Linked DNA regions of Mus musculus: region 2 is linked to region 1. A link is a contact called in public Hi-C data. All regions are on one chromosome and are shown on one strand. Each heading gives the region's core, a stretch centred on a gene start, on an enhancer-like site or on the middle of the called end of the contact. The rest is flanking DNA. Distances are from core to core; before and after follow the strand shown. Region 1 overlaps Fbxl17 (F-box and leucine-rich repeat protein 17). Region 2 overlaps Fbxl17 (F-box and leucine-rich repeat protein 17).

The links. A called contact is a pair of places that touch in the nucleus more often than the background predicts.
Region 2: a contact with region 1 is called in a Hi-C map of liver, with 4 times the contacts expected there. The contact joins two enhancer-like sites. A contact is called at or near these places in 5 of 484 Hi-C or Micro-C datasets (liver, nephron progenitors, olfactory sensory neurons and 1 more) and 2 of 115 datasets of contacts at active chromatin or transcription factors (astrocytes and liver).

The regions. Positions count from the first base shown.
Region 1 is chr17:63,176,396-63,183,224 of GRCm38.p6, forward strand. The region is part of intron 7 of Fbxl17 (F-box and leucine-rich repeat protein 17); the gene reads right to left. Among named protein-coding and RNA genes, the nearest start is that of Gm41607, 120 kb to the right of the region's middle. Within about 2 kb of position 3,841, at least 10 of the 459 cell types and tissues checked have an H3K27ac peak or open chromatin away from gene starts, as enhancers often do. A contact at or near this core is called in liver, where this site is marked.
Region 2 is chr17:63,281,685-63,288,513 of GRCm38.p6, forward strand. All of the region lies in intron 6 of Fbxl17 (F-box and leucine-rich repeat protein 17), which reads right to left. It overlaps Gm41607, which reads right to left. Exons shown (of 1, transcript XM_017317745.2): 1 at 1-6,829. Among named protein-coding and RNA genes, the nearest start is that of Gm41607, 13 kb to the right of the region's middle. Within about 2 kb of position 3,802, at least 66 of the 459 cell types and tissues checked have an H3K27ac peak or open chromatin away from gene starts, as enhancers often do. A contact at or near this core is called in liver, where this site is marked.

The DNA of each region.
Region 1 (6,829 bases), core at 2,591-5,090:
GCACACCTAAAAGCAGGGTTGTGCTGTGTCACTTATAAATCCTAGCACCCGGGTGGGAGGACTCTGAGTCGTGGTCCAGTCTGCACTAGTCAGTGAAACCCTTTAAAACAAAACAACAAGAGTCTGTCTTGGAGTGCAGGGATGGCTGTCTCAAACCTCACCCAAGATCCTCTGCTCCCTTTCTTCCCAAAGATAGCCTTTCCCCCACAAGCCTTGAGAGATTTGCATCACAATGCAGACAGAGCAACACACCCTCAGGATTCTGTGGAGAAATATTTAAACGGCCAGGTGCCCAGAAAGAGGCACTGACCCATCTGGCCCCACAGCCGCTACCTTCTCTCCCTTAAATTTCCTACTGGGCCAATAGGGCAGTTCACAGGCCCCCTTGGCACCCTACTAAAGCGCAGAATTGATTTCTATGTGCATGTTATGTCTGTTTGCTTGGTGGAGAAGGCTAGCCCACAGCCACGCTCTACTGAGGTGATTTTCCTTTTAAGCTTTGGTCATTTATCTCAACAGAGTGAAAACAGACCAGTTATTATCTTTACTACTTTTCTGTAAAACTTACTACATACAGAGGCTCTAGCTACCAAAACAACAACAACAACAACAACAACAACAACAACAACAACAACAACAAAACAAAAACAAAAAAACAAATCAAACCAAAAAAACAATTTCCCCCGGAGACTCCCTCCTCTCCTTGATAGTGAGATAAAGGAAATGGAAGCTGTGTGGATTCTTTAGGTAGAAAACAACCCACAGAGAACTGTGCCATGACACACACACACACACACACACACACACACACACACACAGTACACTGCTCAGCAGTAGAGTTTGCCTGCCTACCATGCTGAGGTGTTAGATTCAAGTTCTAGTGCTGAAGGGAAGTTAGGGAGGGAGAGGAGAAGGAAAAGGAATGAGGGAGAAGAGATTAGGAAATCATAGAAGAATGTAGTCAGTTCTACTGGAAAGTGTTCTTAAATCACAAATTATTACACAAGGGTGCATATCCTGCAGACCAAGCAGAGGAGCTGGAGAGGAACGGAGCAGGAAGGAGATGCTCTCGCTGAGGGCTGGAGTTTAGTTCCCACACCCAGGTCAGGAAGCTTACACCTGCTGTAACTCCTGCTCTAGGGTGATCTGACACCCCCTTCCGGCCTTTGAAGCAACTGTACTCACGTGGCATATACATGAGAGTAAAAATTGATCCTTTTTTTAAAAAGGGGGAGTGGACAATATGAGCATGATGTAAATGTGTTTGCACATATCAAGTACCCTTGAAAACCACTAGACGACCACGGAACACTGTCCCACAGCTAAGTGAAGCAAGTTGGACTTCACCTCGCACAGGAAAGCACAAGCTGGAAGTGGCTCTCTGCTCCTGTATTTCACCAGCGTGGCACGGCCCGGGTGTGAGCCAAACTCATCCAAATCCGGGGGTCATCTTTCTGTCTGACTCCAGATAACTTCTGGGGACACTTCACTATAACCTTCCTTAACTGTTAATCAGCATACAGCGGAACATGATTCCAGGTTTTGTTTTGGGTTGGTCCCCCCTCCTCAGGTTCCTCACCCAGCTTCTCACATGGAGCCTGCTCCCTCCAGCACTCTGTACCTGTCAGGCCCCATTCACCTGCCTCTTAACAGTTTTGTAAGCTGTACCCACACTCACTTCCCAACACACACACACACACACACACACACACACACACACACACACACACACACACAGACGGTCAGAAGCTGGCATCCATGTATAGGAGAGAAGGTGCTTCCTGTCTCTTTGAGCCTGGGTTAACTTATGGTATATTTTCAAGTTCCCTCAATTTGCCTGATGGTTTGTAACTGCCTTTTAGTTGACGTCTAAATATAATTTCATTGTATTTCAAACACAGCTTTCTGATTCAACTCCCCCAAATACCCCTGCTGATTTGTGTATATACACAGTAGTAGTGTTATATAATCTTAAGTGTTTGACACATGTAAACCTGAGCACATTTTGAGCATTTCTTCCTGACTGTATTCTTCCATATTCTCTGTGTGTAATGCAGTGAGTTTTCAAACCATGTATGCTGGGCTGGTGAGAGGCTCAGCAGGGAAAACCACTTGTTGCCCTGCCTGATGTCAGTCCCAGGACTCCCAGTGGGAGGAGAGAACAGAGTCCTCAGCCTTGCCCTCTGATCTTCTTTTTTTTTTTTTTTTGTTTGTTTGTTTGGTTTTTTGAGACAGGGTTTCTCTGTGTAGCCCTGGCTGTCCCGGAACTCACTCTACAGACCAGGCTGGCTTTGAACTCAGAAATCTGCCTGCCTCTGCCTCCCGAGTGCTGGGATCAAAGGCGTGCGCCACCACGCCCAGCTGTCCTCTGATCTTCATACAGGCACTATGGCGAGCCCTTCACAAGCAGTGAAAAAAGGTAATAAAAAATGTGAAAAATATGTAGGTCACCTCATAACTGAGGTCACTATAAATAATAGCTTATTGTTGTATTACGGATCAGAGAAAGGGCAGAGGACAGAGTCAATCCCGTTTTAGTGGATAAGTGAAACAAATGTCTGTGTACACTTCCTGCTACTCTGCATCTGTTGATAAAACCAGCCACCAATTTATGTGGTTGTTGGTGCTTGAGGCTGTCATCCCACCCACAATCCTGCACCTCTCTGTCACCTTCACCAAACGAGTCCCCATATCTACCCGCAGTGTCCACGATGCAACAGTGTCTCCACTGCCTTGTCAGCCTTGACACAAGGCTCATCACCCCACATCGCGATTCTGGGTACCTACAGTCCTCATGTGCTCAGCCTTGACACATGGCATACCACCCGCAACGTGCCTCTGTGTGCTTACAGTCCTCATGTGCTATATTTTGAGCAATTTAGAAGGTTCTTTGTATATGTGTTAAGATTCTGAATGTTTAGCTGGCTGCCTAACACAGGGGAGGTGCCAGGAAATTTAAGAGAAAAAGGAAGAACAAAGGAATGTCATTCCTGTTCATTGTCCCGCACCGCTTGTACAGAACAGGTACTTAAAAGGCATTTGCTGGGTGAAGAAAATGCAGGAACAGTGGGCATTTGAGAGGCAAGAAGACAGCATGCAATGTTTTGTGTTGAAAGGTCAAAGTCCTTGCCTAACTATCATAATATGGATCCTATAGATTTCTGAGGAGGAAGCAGGCTAAACTAGCCTGTAAAACGGGGAGGACTGTTAATTCCAAGAGAAGTTTTCTGATTTCAGCAGGTCAGCTGTTATGCCTTCCAGCCAGGTGCCTGTCCATCCTATCCTGAGCACCTTCAAAGATTTAGATGTAGAAAACAGTATTGTATAATCAGGAGGTCCCTTTAACATAAAACAAGTTCTTTGCTATTTCACCCCTCTTCTCCCATTTCTAGATTGTGTCAATGGAGAACTGGTCAATGCTGGAACAGTAACATAGCATATAGTCACCATTAATAGTCTTAGATTGGCTCTTCACCTTCCCCTTTTCAAAACCTTTCCCCATATGACCTTTTACATTCCAAAAACATTTTACATTTCTTTACTGACTTTTTACTAATTTTTAGATTCTTCCTCTTAAAGTGTGGAAACTCATCAAATAGTTTAATAAAAACTTATACAATCTCAAACATAACAATGAATGATTCCCTAAATCCTAGTATCACATGAGTTTTACAGCACACTTGGCCGAAAGCTAGCAAGCTCTGACTGCCCTGTGCCTCTTACTCTCTGGACAATGGCTCACAGTGTGCTCATTTGGTTGCATCTCTCAATAGCTTGTGGCTAGACCTTTGGGCCTGGAGACTGTCCAGGACGTGCCTTATCTTAGTTTTCTACAGATCTTGCCACAGGACCTAGACACACCTACTGCAGAGCAAAACTACTCAGAAAGCCTCCTTGTGCTCCAACAGGTACCACTGTTCCCACCCACCTCAAGTCCACAGTCCATTTCCGGTCATGTCTGCTCTCAAAGTGTGTGTGCTGCCTGCATAGACTTTGCTCACAATATAACCTTGAATTTGTTCTCTATTTCTCAAATATGATTTATATAATTTATTACCATGATTTTGAATTCCAGTTCTAGCTTTCCAAGTATCTGTAACTTCTGTTAGCTTACTGTAATCTCCAAACTTAATAAGTATGCCTTTAATTCTGTCACCTATGCAATAATGAAAATGCAGAGCAGAATCCTAATGGTCTCCAATCAGAGGACCCTGTGCTTTATGGGAAAGACATTACATGGGAAGATCACATGTACCTAGTAGACAAAACTCTTACCTATCGATAAAGATGGAAATTTATGAAGCTCAGTTAAAGCTAATGCTAACATGATAATGACTTTATCCATCCCTATCTTTTAGTCTGTGGATTAATAATTCATCACAGAATGAAGTTTTATCACTTTGGGTATTTACAAAACAAACAAAAAATTATAACCAATATTTACTACCCTAGCTTATCATTGCAGGTATATATATTAACACACACACACACATATATATATGTATGTATGTATATGTCTGCCATCAATCCCAAGACTTTGAATTTTGTCTGTCACTCAAGTGTTTACCATCATCCTCAGTCCTCAATAGAATGTTTAAAACTTCAATAAATGGAGCTGGGAAGACAGTTCAGTTAGTAAGCTGCTTGCCTTGCAAAACTGAGCACTGAGTTCAACTTCCAGTAAAAACCTGGCCATATGTGGCTGCAGCTGCCAGGGCTAAGGACACAGCAGGTAGGCAGCAGTCTCAAGCTTGGTGCTAGGGACTGTTCTCTGCCCTGCACACATAGCACACGTACATGAACACACACATACACATTGCCCTGCAAACACAGCACATGTACATGAACACACACATATACACACACCTCTTTGGTAACTGAGTAGAGTTTTAAATTGTAGAATTAAATTTCATAGAAAGTAGTACAAACTGCAGCAACAGTCTTCATTGGTGTAAGGATGCAGACAGGAGCCTGGTAAATGCAGAGGACTGAGCCGAGAGGAGCCAAGCAGATGTGAAATGCATCTGGACATGAGGGCCGGACATGGAGCTCAGCAGTAGGGTGTGTGCTTGGCTGCGGCTCTAGAGCAATAATGTTGATGAGATTATGATGATAATAACGATAATGATAATAATAATAGTAATAATACAACCACTGCTGCTGAGATTTAAACAATAAAGGAACTCTCAACTGATGTGAATACAGCTAAGAATACTTCTTTACTCTCTAGACCTCACACTGCACACTGTATGACAGAGTTAAGAAAGAGCATATAAATTTTAATGTATCTGTGGTATTCTTTCTTCAGTTGCACATTTAAACTAGAAACATGAACTGAGTTTTCCTTTTCCCAGCTCTGACCCCATCACTGAGCCCAGGAGACACTGGGTCACGTGTGCTGCAATGCTGAGGAACACAAGCACCGCATACTTGGACAGCAGAAGCAATGTCCTCTAAAGCATATGCCAGTCAGCAGTATTCACTCAATCAAAGTTCAATGGCCTCAGGGAGGTTCTTAGTTGATTACTTTAACTTTTCTCTCTGCTCCAGGTTTGTTTATATCAGACTACCATGTTACACCACACCACCAACGGTTATGTATTTACTAAGCCATATGCCAACGACTCCGGGGATAATTTTAACTGTTTTTGTTTTTGTTTTTTTTTGCAGTTGACTCAGTGTTACTGGATATCTGACAATGGGATATACTCCAGCTGAAAAGAGAACCTGTACCAAAAGAAGGAGAATGAAACTGAGCTGGTGCTCAGCAAAGAGTTAGTGAGCTGACCTTGGAGTTGTATAAGCGCACGGTTCCTTCCCATTTAGTTTTCTGCTGGCATAGACGGCTCTGTCTGTACATAATGTTAATGCATCATTTATTTATATCAAAAGTCTGCCCTAGACAAGAGTCCTAAAAATACAGAAGATGACAGTCTTTGTTCCTAGAGGAAAAGGACCTGAGAAAGGTCTCATTCCTGAATACACTATTCTATGGAATGCATGCTCCGATCATTGAGCCATGAGTTCTCCTTTAATATGCTCACATTTGCACCTCCTTCCACTTCTGCAGGCATTGCCTCTGACTGTGCAGTAGCCCCTCCAGGGAAGCAGAGGTGGGTGATACAAAGGACCAGTTAAGGAGATTTCCTATGAATTTGGGAAATTTCCTTTGCTCCAGAAATTTGAATTTTTTCATTAAAATTTTTGCATGCAGTAAGTTTAATTAAGATTAAGTCAATGGCTTATAAACAGATTTGGTCAAGAAATACTATAATATTTATTTTCAATTTATATCCCTCATCATTTCATGATCTATTTCTACTATACTTGTTTTTTTAATCCTATGTAAAATTCAAGATCAAGAATGTAGGTAAAAGTACACACACACACACACACACACACACACACACATTTTGTTTTGCCGCCATCAGTTATTTTAAAGAAAACCTTAGTATAAGTCATTACCTAGGGTTTTGATTTATTCATTTATTATTAGGTGATGGTTTTCATTTGGGGATTTACTCTTGCTCCTTGTTTGAATTCTCCTAAGTCTGATTTTTTTCTTAAAGAAAACTTACATATGGTTGATCTAATATGGTAACATAAAGTTTTGTTGGTGAAATGCTTAATACTCAAAAAAAGTTTTACAACAGCAGACACTACAAAGTGGTTGTATATTATCAAAATGAATATAAATATTAGGGTACTCAAATACTTTTACAACACATGTAGCTAGGAACTCAAAGCAATTTCAACAAAGAGATTAGAATGATAGTATACTATTTCTAAATCTCTCAACTATTATGCTACAAATGGATGCCCATTTTTA
Region 2 (6,829 bases), core at 2,552-5,051, 110 kb after region 1:
CTATCAAGTATGAAGGAACTATGAACCCATATGCTGACTTTAGTATCATTTGTTCTATCTTCAAAATCCATAAAGACATAAGAAACCTTAAGTTCTTATTCAGAGAGACAGCCACAGAACTGGATAGGAACATTTCTAAACCACGGTGTCAGAAAAATAATATATTAACAGTTAAAACGTTGTTTTCTCATATATAGATTTCTTAAATGTGTTACGTCTAAGTATTCCTTCAAGAAAGGTACACTGAAATTCAATTTTGACAGTTTGTTGAGAAAATTCGTAAATATTTAAAATTTTCCTTATTTCAGATTTTATAATCAACCCTTATAATGCTGTTCCCAATGAAACTTTCACTCTATTTTTTAAAAAAAGTGAAATTGTAGAAATGAGTGTGTTAGTCTTTTTCTCCCAGAAGGTAAGTGGTACAGCCCCGCCCGGGTTTCTTTGCTAAGTAAAGTGCACCTTCTGGAGAAGCAAGCCACTAGCATGAGCATCAAAGAATGACTAATGATTTCCTTTGAGCTCCTGGCAGGATTCACTGTGGACAGCTGAGAAGGCAACTTACCCTGCTACATACTCCCTGAGGGCCGCCTGTGGGCAAGACAAAACAGTACATCACTCTGGCGTCTTGGAAGGACTTCTCTCCCTACCTGTGGATTCACAGGCTTACGCTGCCCATTTTTTAAAATTTTTTTTTATTTACTCATTTTGTTGCATTTATATTTGTAAAGATTATCTGCAGACCTCAAGAATTAAGTGGGTGGACCTAAGAGTAAGCAAATATAGTAAGATTTGAAATATTTAACTCAGTGGGGCATCTCTGTTTTATTCTTTATTTTCAAGTATATTGTAAATGTCTGTTTTTTTTTTTTTTAAAAGACACTAAATACTTCAAAAATCACACCTTCAGGATGCTGATTCAGAGTCCTTAATTCAGGGACAGATATGCTCCTTTAAATGCAGGGACACACGTGCTGCTCTCTAAGTCCTGGTCACTTGTTCTGACATGCTCGAATAAAATATCTATCTAAAACTTAAAATCTGTGCTTGCTTATGAGTTCTCGGACAGCAGCACAGGAATAAAACAACCGGCTCCCTAATTTCTGACTGGCAAGTTTCCTAAAGGGTAGGTACCAACATGATCCTTGCAGTCAGAACATGAGCTTTGTCTCGCACAGTCCTATACAAATTGAGTGCACTGTGCCCGGTAAGATGATCAAGAAATAAGGGTAAATCATAAGGGAAAATCCATTCTAGAAAAAAAAAAAGATCATAGGACTATTACTCTGATCAAGATGGTAAAATTAGTTATGTATCTCTACACATTTTGTATCTAGAGAGTTGTCAGAACACCTGTGAGTATAGTCACTGTATAAGGGTGGAAAATTGTTACCCGATGAAGCTTCCTATAAAAAGGAAAAGGGTCCCCAGACGAGCACGTGACGGTGTAACCAGTAGACATTGTCTAAAGGAAAGGAAGTGGGGACTTCCACTGTACCCCACCCCTCTCCCATTTGTTTAATGGACAAGATCCTCTCTCTCTATCTCTTCAACTCATTCCGAAGGACAGTATCTACAAGTTCTTTCAAGGGGAAAATTGGCCTGTGGTTCAGAGCACAAAGCTGCCTGCAGGTACTACTGCGGACCATTTGCATGGATTTAAAAGCTAGAATTTGGAAGCTTTATATCAAAATTGACAGAAGTAAAGACAGAAAGCTGTCTGGTAAACCACGAGAAATCTGCCTCAACATTATCTCAGGGCTGGAGTTCTAAGAATGGACCAAAGCATTTAAGAACTTCTAGAAAAATAGTTCTACCGAATGTCACAAGAGAAAACCCAAGAACGGTAAGCTTCTCTGGCTAAACATGACAATATATCCCCAGCTCTGCTTCATCGTGAACACTTGAACTACTTAAAGGTGAATGCTGACGTCTGCTGTCATCCCGGCACTTACACAAGTTGAAGCTCAGTTTAGCCTACCTAGCAAGGCTACCTTTGAAAATTGTAAAGTCACAGGTGACAGTTCACATCTGGAATCCCAGTGTCCATGATGCTGAAGCAGGTACCCAAGCTCCTGACTATGAAAGTCAGGTCTGTATCACAAAGTTAGAACAAACAAACAACCATCACATGTCCAAACTGGGTGAACCAAGTGTTTTTATATCCATAATGTTCTCAGAGTGTTTACCACAACCCTACTTTTGAAGACCTCAAAATAACACTATACTGTAAAGAGATGCTACCTGTATTTAAAAAAAGTGCTGAGATCAGAATTCAGGGTGATGCAAATTTTCTATCACAGCACATGACATTTATTTAACATTTCCTCCATTGTTAAGAAGAAAGGAATAAATAACATTTATGCCCATTATGTGGCAGAAATTCAACCTATGTAAAATTTAAATAAATTATTTTAGTAAACAACTCACAAAGAAATTCGAGGTTTCCCCGAGTTCTAGTCCTCTATCCCACATAGCATAGATAAACTAGCTAATGAAATGAACAACTTGTTATCTAGCAGGTGTCATAATGACTTTCTGGTAATCTCTGTGTTATTTCAACCAACCTCAGGAACATGTGGCAGGAACCTATTTTCTCCAATCCAGCCCTGCCTTTAGTGAGGCCAGTTAGTCAACAGTGAAGCCAGCTTTATCTTACTCACGGTAAGAGCTGGTGTGGTGACAAACCACAGGGTTTGGAGAGTTTTCATCTCTTAAGTCGGATGCCACAATAGAATGACAGAACTTCAATTGCTGGAAAACAACTGGGGGAGCTTATGAGAACTGGTGTTTGTTTGTTGGAAAGCTGATAAGTCAACTTCCAGGACACAATGCGTGACTACTCCTGGCTGTGCTGGCCTGCTTCCCCTTCCCCAAACTGCTGTGTAAACAAACAGCCATAGTTACTCCATTATATTTCTATTTCATCATTGTTTTGTGAAAAATCAAAATCATAACTATTTCAACTAGGAAAGCTTTGCATGGTTCTATCTAACTACCCGCACCCTGTCAGTTTTGTTTTGGAACACAGGATAAAGATATTTTAAATGCACACTTGTGGGTAATTTACATATCCACATCAAGGAGTTTCCGTGACTTTCTATGATGGTAATGTGCCCAGATTCTTCAGGTACATTCTGACAGACTCTAACTGTGAAATTTACATTCCATTTTCAAAACTAAGAATCAGAAAAGAAAGGCAAGTGGTTATGTCACATTCGGTCTTTGCGCTGAAAACATTCCTTCGTGTCTTTGCATTCAGGGGGAAGTGCTCATGAGATCCCACCAGTCCCGGAGTGGAGATGAACTGAGACAAATTTAGACCTTTCACTACAAATACAGATGGAGCAGTAAACATAAAAAATCGGAACATCCGAAGTTCCACAGCAAAAATCTGTGATTAAAACAGCTTTCGGTGAGAGATTTGGAGGAGCAGAAGCAGTGAGTGTCAACGCTGCTCTCCAGTTTAGGGAGGTTGTTCCTGAAGCCTTTGATGTGAATTCACAGAAATAAAAATGTAGGTCTATACCGTTTTTCTATCAGCTACTTTTTGGGGTGTACACAGAGGCACTCAAGAACCTCTTCAGAACTCTGCTTCCACAGTCTCCTTGTGAATGAGTGCCATAGCTAGAGCACAGAGAAGGCCGATGTGTGTACACAGACCTCTGTCCGCGAGCCAAGATTCTATTTCCAAAGAGACCCAGGGCCTTCTTTCCGAACAATGCCATGGTTAGCTCAGCATACTGACACAGGGCCGGTGCCAGGGCATTTAAGCCTTTGGATGTTATACTATTCATTACTCCAAATGATGCTTGCCAAAGACCAGACTGAACCCATTCAGTACTAAGTTAGCACCAGGCCCAGTCAAAGCAGGTCAAGGAAAACATGAACAAGTGTTTTGTATGCAGGATCCAGCTGCTGGCAGTAACTATTAGCGAAACGGTCCCCAGCCAATTCCTCTCGTTTAGAAAACGGCTTCTGAGCTGAACTGATGCACCGGGTTGCTCTAGTTCAACATTAACCAACACAAAAGAGGAGAAAATGCTTAGTCATCTAGAAAAGACACTGTGTTCATAATTTTCCATGCATGCTTTTCTCGTGGTTCTTAACTGTACATACAATGGGGGAAATACTAGATTGAAAGCACCAACTTCTACTCTCCAATTATACTAACCAGTGGCTTTTACATTAATTAAGAAAAATCACCAAAGCTACTAACAATACAGAATTGTGGTGCCCTATATACAGCACTCAAAAATCCAGGAGAAATGTAATGGGAATGGACAGACACGGAGACAGAGATAGAGATAGAGACAGAGAGAGATATAGAGATATATCTATATATCCATATATCCGCTGCATACACACACACACACACACACACACACACACACACACATTTTGTTTGCATTTCAAGACAGACATCAGAAAATAAAGCACATCTAACATATATCCCAGGGTGAGACCATAGTACAAGTTGCTGGGGCTCCTGTGAGATGAGCTGAGTCCATCTGAACTGTACCCTGTCATATCATCTGAAGGATGGCGGGTTAAACACACCATGTTTTATTTTTTAATTTTTTTCCTCTGAGAGGTGGCCATTACAAATTAAAGCATTTCTGGTTTTTGGTTTTGTTTTGTTTTTAAAGGTTTATTTATTTACTTTTATGTATATGAGAACGTTATCCCTGACACATCAGAAGAGGGCATCAGATCCCATTACAGATGGTTGTGAGCCACCAGGTGGTTGCTGGGAATTGAACTCATGACCTCTAGAAGAGCAGCCTGTCCTCTTAACTGCTGAGCCATCTCTACAGCCGTGCAGTTCCATTTTTAAAGAGTGAGGTTTGGGGATATGGAATATGGAAAGCTGTATGACAGTATCAGACATCCCAGCACCCAAACACGCAAAGTTAGAAGTAACATATACTGTTTTTGAAAACTAAAGTTGTTAACCCCAAATTATTTCCAGTTTCAACTTAGGAAAATAAATTATTACGAGTTTAACTTCATTTGACTAAAATAGCTCTATTTCTCCCATTTTTAGAATCGAGGCAACAAATCAAGAATGTGGTAAGGAAATCGCTTTCCAATCACGAAGACTGGAATCTATCTTGATTTCAACATTCCCTGGAACTTAAGTCAAGATCTTTATATCTGAGCCACTGTTTCTATAGCTATAAAGAGAGAACAATGCTCACACTGGAGCTTTGATTTGAAGTGTACATGGTGAAGGGTGGATCTCTAGGCAACTCAGCTCTATGCATCTGGAGACAGAGGCTGGGCCACAGCCACTGGGGGGGCAGGGGGGATCTTGTCCTTAGTACGCCTACTTAAGTTCACCACTGCCCAGTCTGCACTGGTGTACTCTGCCAACCATAAAACTCAGAAGATGAAAACCTTCCTGAGAATATACTTCAGGCCAAACACCCCTCAGGAATGCATTTTCTTTGGATATCACTAATGTTTAAACATCTAAAGAACATGTAGCAGAAATATGTAAATAACACCTTTTATGAGACAGAAAAATCGTATGACAAAAAAATTTTCTCATGTCTTTTTTTCTGTCAGTGATATTTACTGTTATGACGAACGTAAGGCAGACTTGAGAGAGTAAACAGAAGTCATAACAGTTGCTAATGGGGAGCGGTAAAGTATGTTGTAAACACCGCAATGAAGCCGATCGTAGGGGGAGATATTTGCCTTCGGAATTACTGAGTGCTTTGCAAATGTGTATAACATGTTGTGAAAAAGGATGAATACATCATTTTTCCTGCCTCTAAAGGTTTTTATTTTGTGTGAGCCAGTTACTCTGTCTGTGCTCCGCTTAAAGCCATCAGCTGTGAATTCACTGGGGGAGAATTTGGAGCAGTCAGAGCAGAGGCCCATCTTGGCAGCTTCCCAGGATGTGCAGCAGTAACCTGGAGTTAGGAGTTCACCCTCTACAGCTCCACACCGCTTCCTGCAGCTGACAGTTGGAAGCTCTGATCTTTCCACTTTTCAGTGGCAAAGAGCTTCAAAATTCACCCTTCATTTGAAAATGCAGAAAGCCAAGTCATGGCCTCTGACTACAAACAACATATTTGTTGCTGTTCTTGTTCAAATGATTATTTTGGTAAGTACTCTGTGACTTCATATCTTCAATATGAGTCTTTGCTATAAAACAATACTGATAATGACTTAAGAAAGTAATTAAATCCAAAAGGAAACAAATCTGGTGAGAAAAAAATGTCTTCCCTTTTATGTCAGGTTGTGTATTTTATCATGCATTTTATAATCTTGTAGCCAAATATTTCAACTATCTACGGACAAAGAAGATATTTTCTCTTTTATTTCCCACAAGGTTTCTCTCTCTTTTCAGAGTTTTGGAAGCCACTGTGGCTTCTATTGTAGTTAGGAGGAGCAATTGTCCTAGGTAACTTTTATATTAACTCTCTGTATTTTACTCATCAAAAAGTTTCCAACCACTCAGCCTTCTTGGTCTCTGAGCGAGTCACTTCCACGGTTTTCTGTGTTGACGTTCTCTTTCCTTTTCCTTCTCTGATATTCAAAGTAAGCTGTGTAAGCCACTCTGCCTGTGATAGGCTTCCTCATCTTCCTTCATCAATTGGATCCATTCCTTCACTCTAAATATTAATTTACATGTAATTGTCTTGCTCAATGTCACTTTCACTAGAAAGATGACCTGCATTTAAAATAAAGAAATTAATCAATCTTCTAAGACTTCTGCATTTGTAGAACATCAATCTAAGTAAGCTACAGGCTCAAAATGTCCAATTAAATGTGCAATGCTTATGGAGTACCCCATACAACCAGCCTCTGTGCGTCT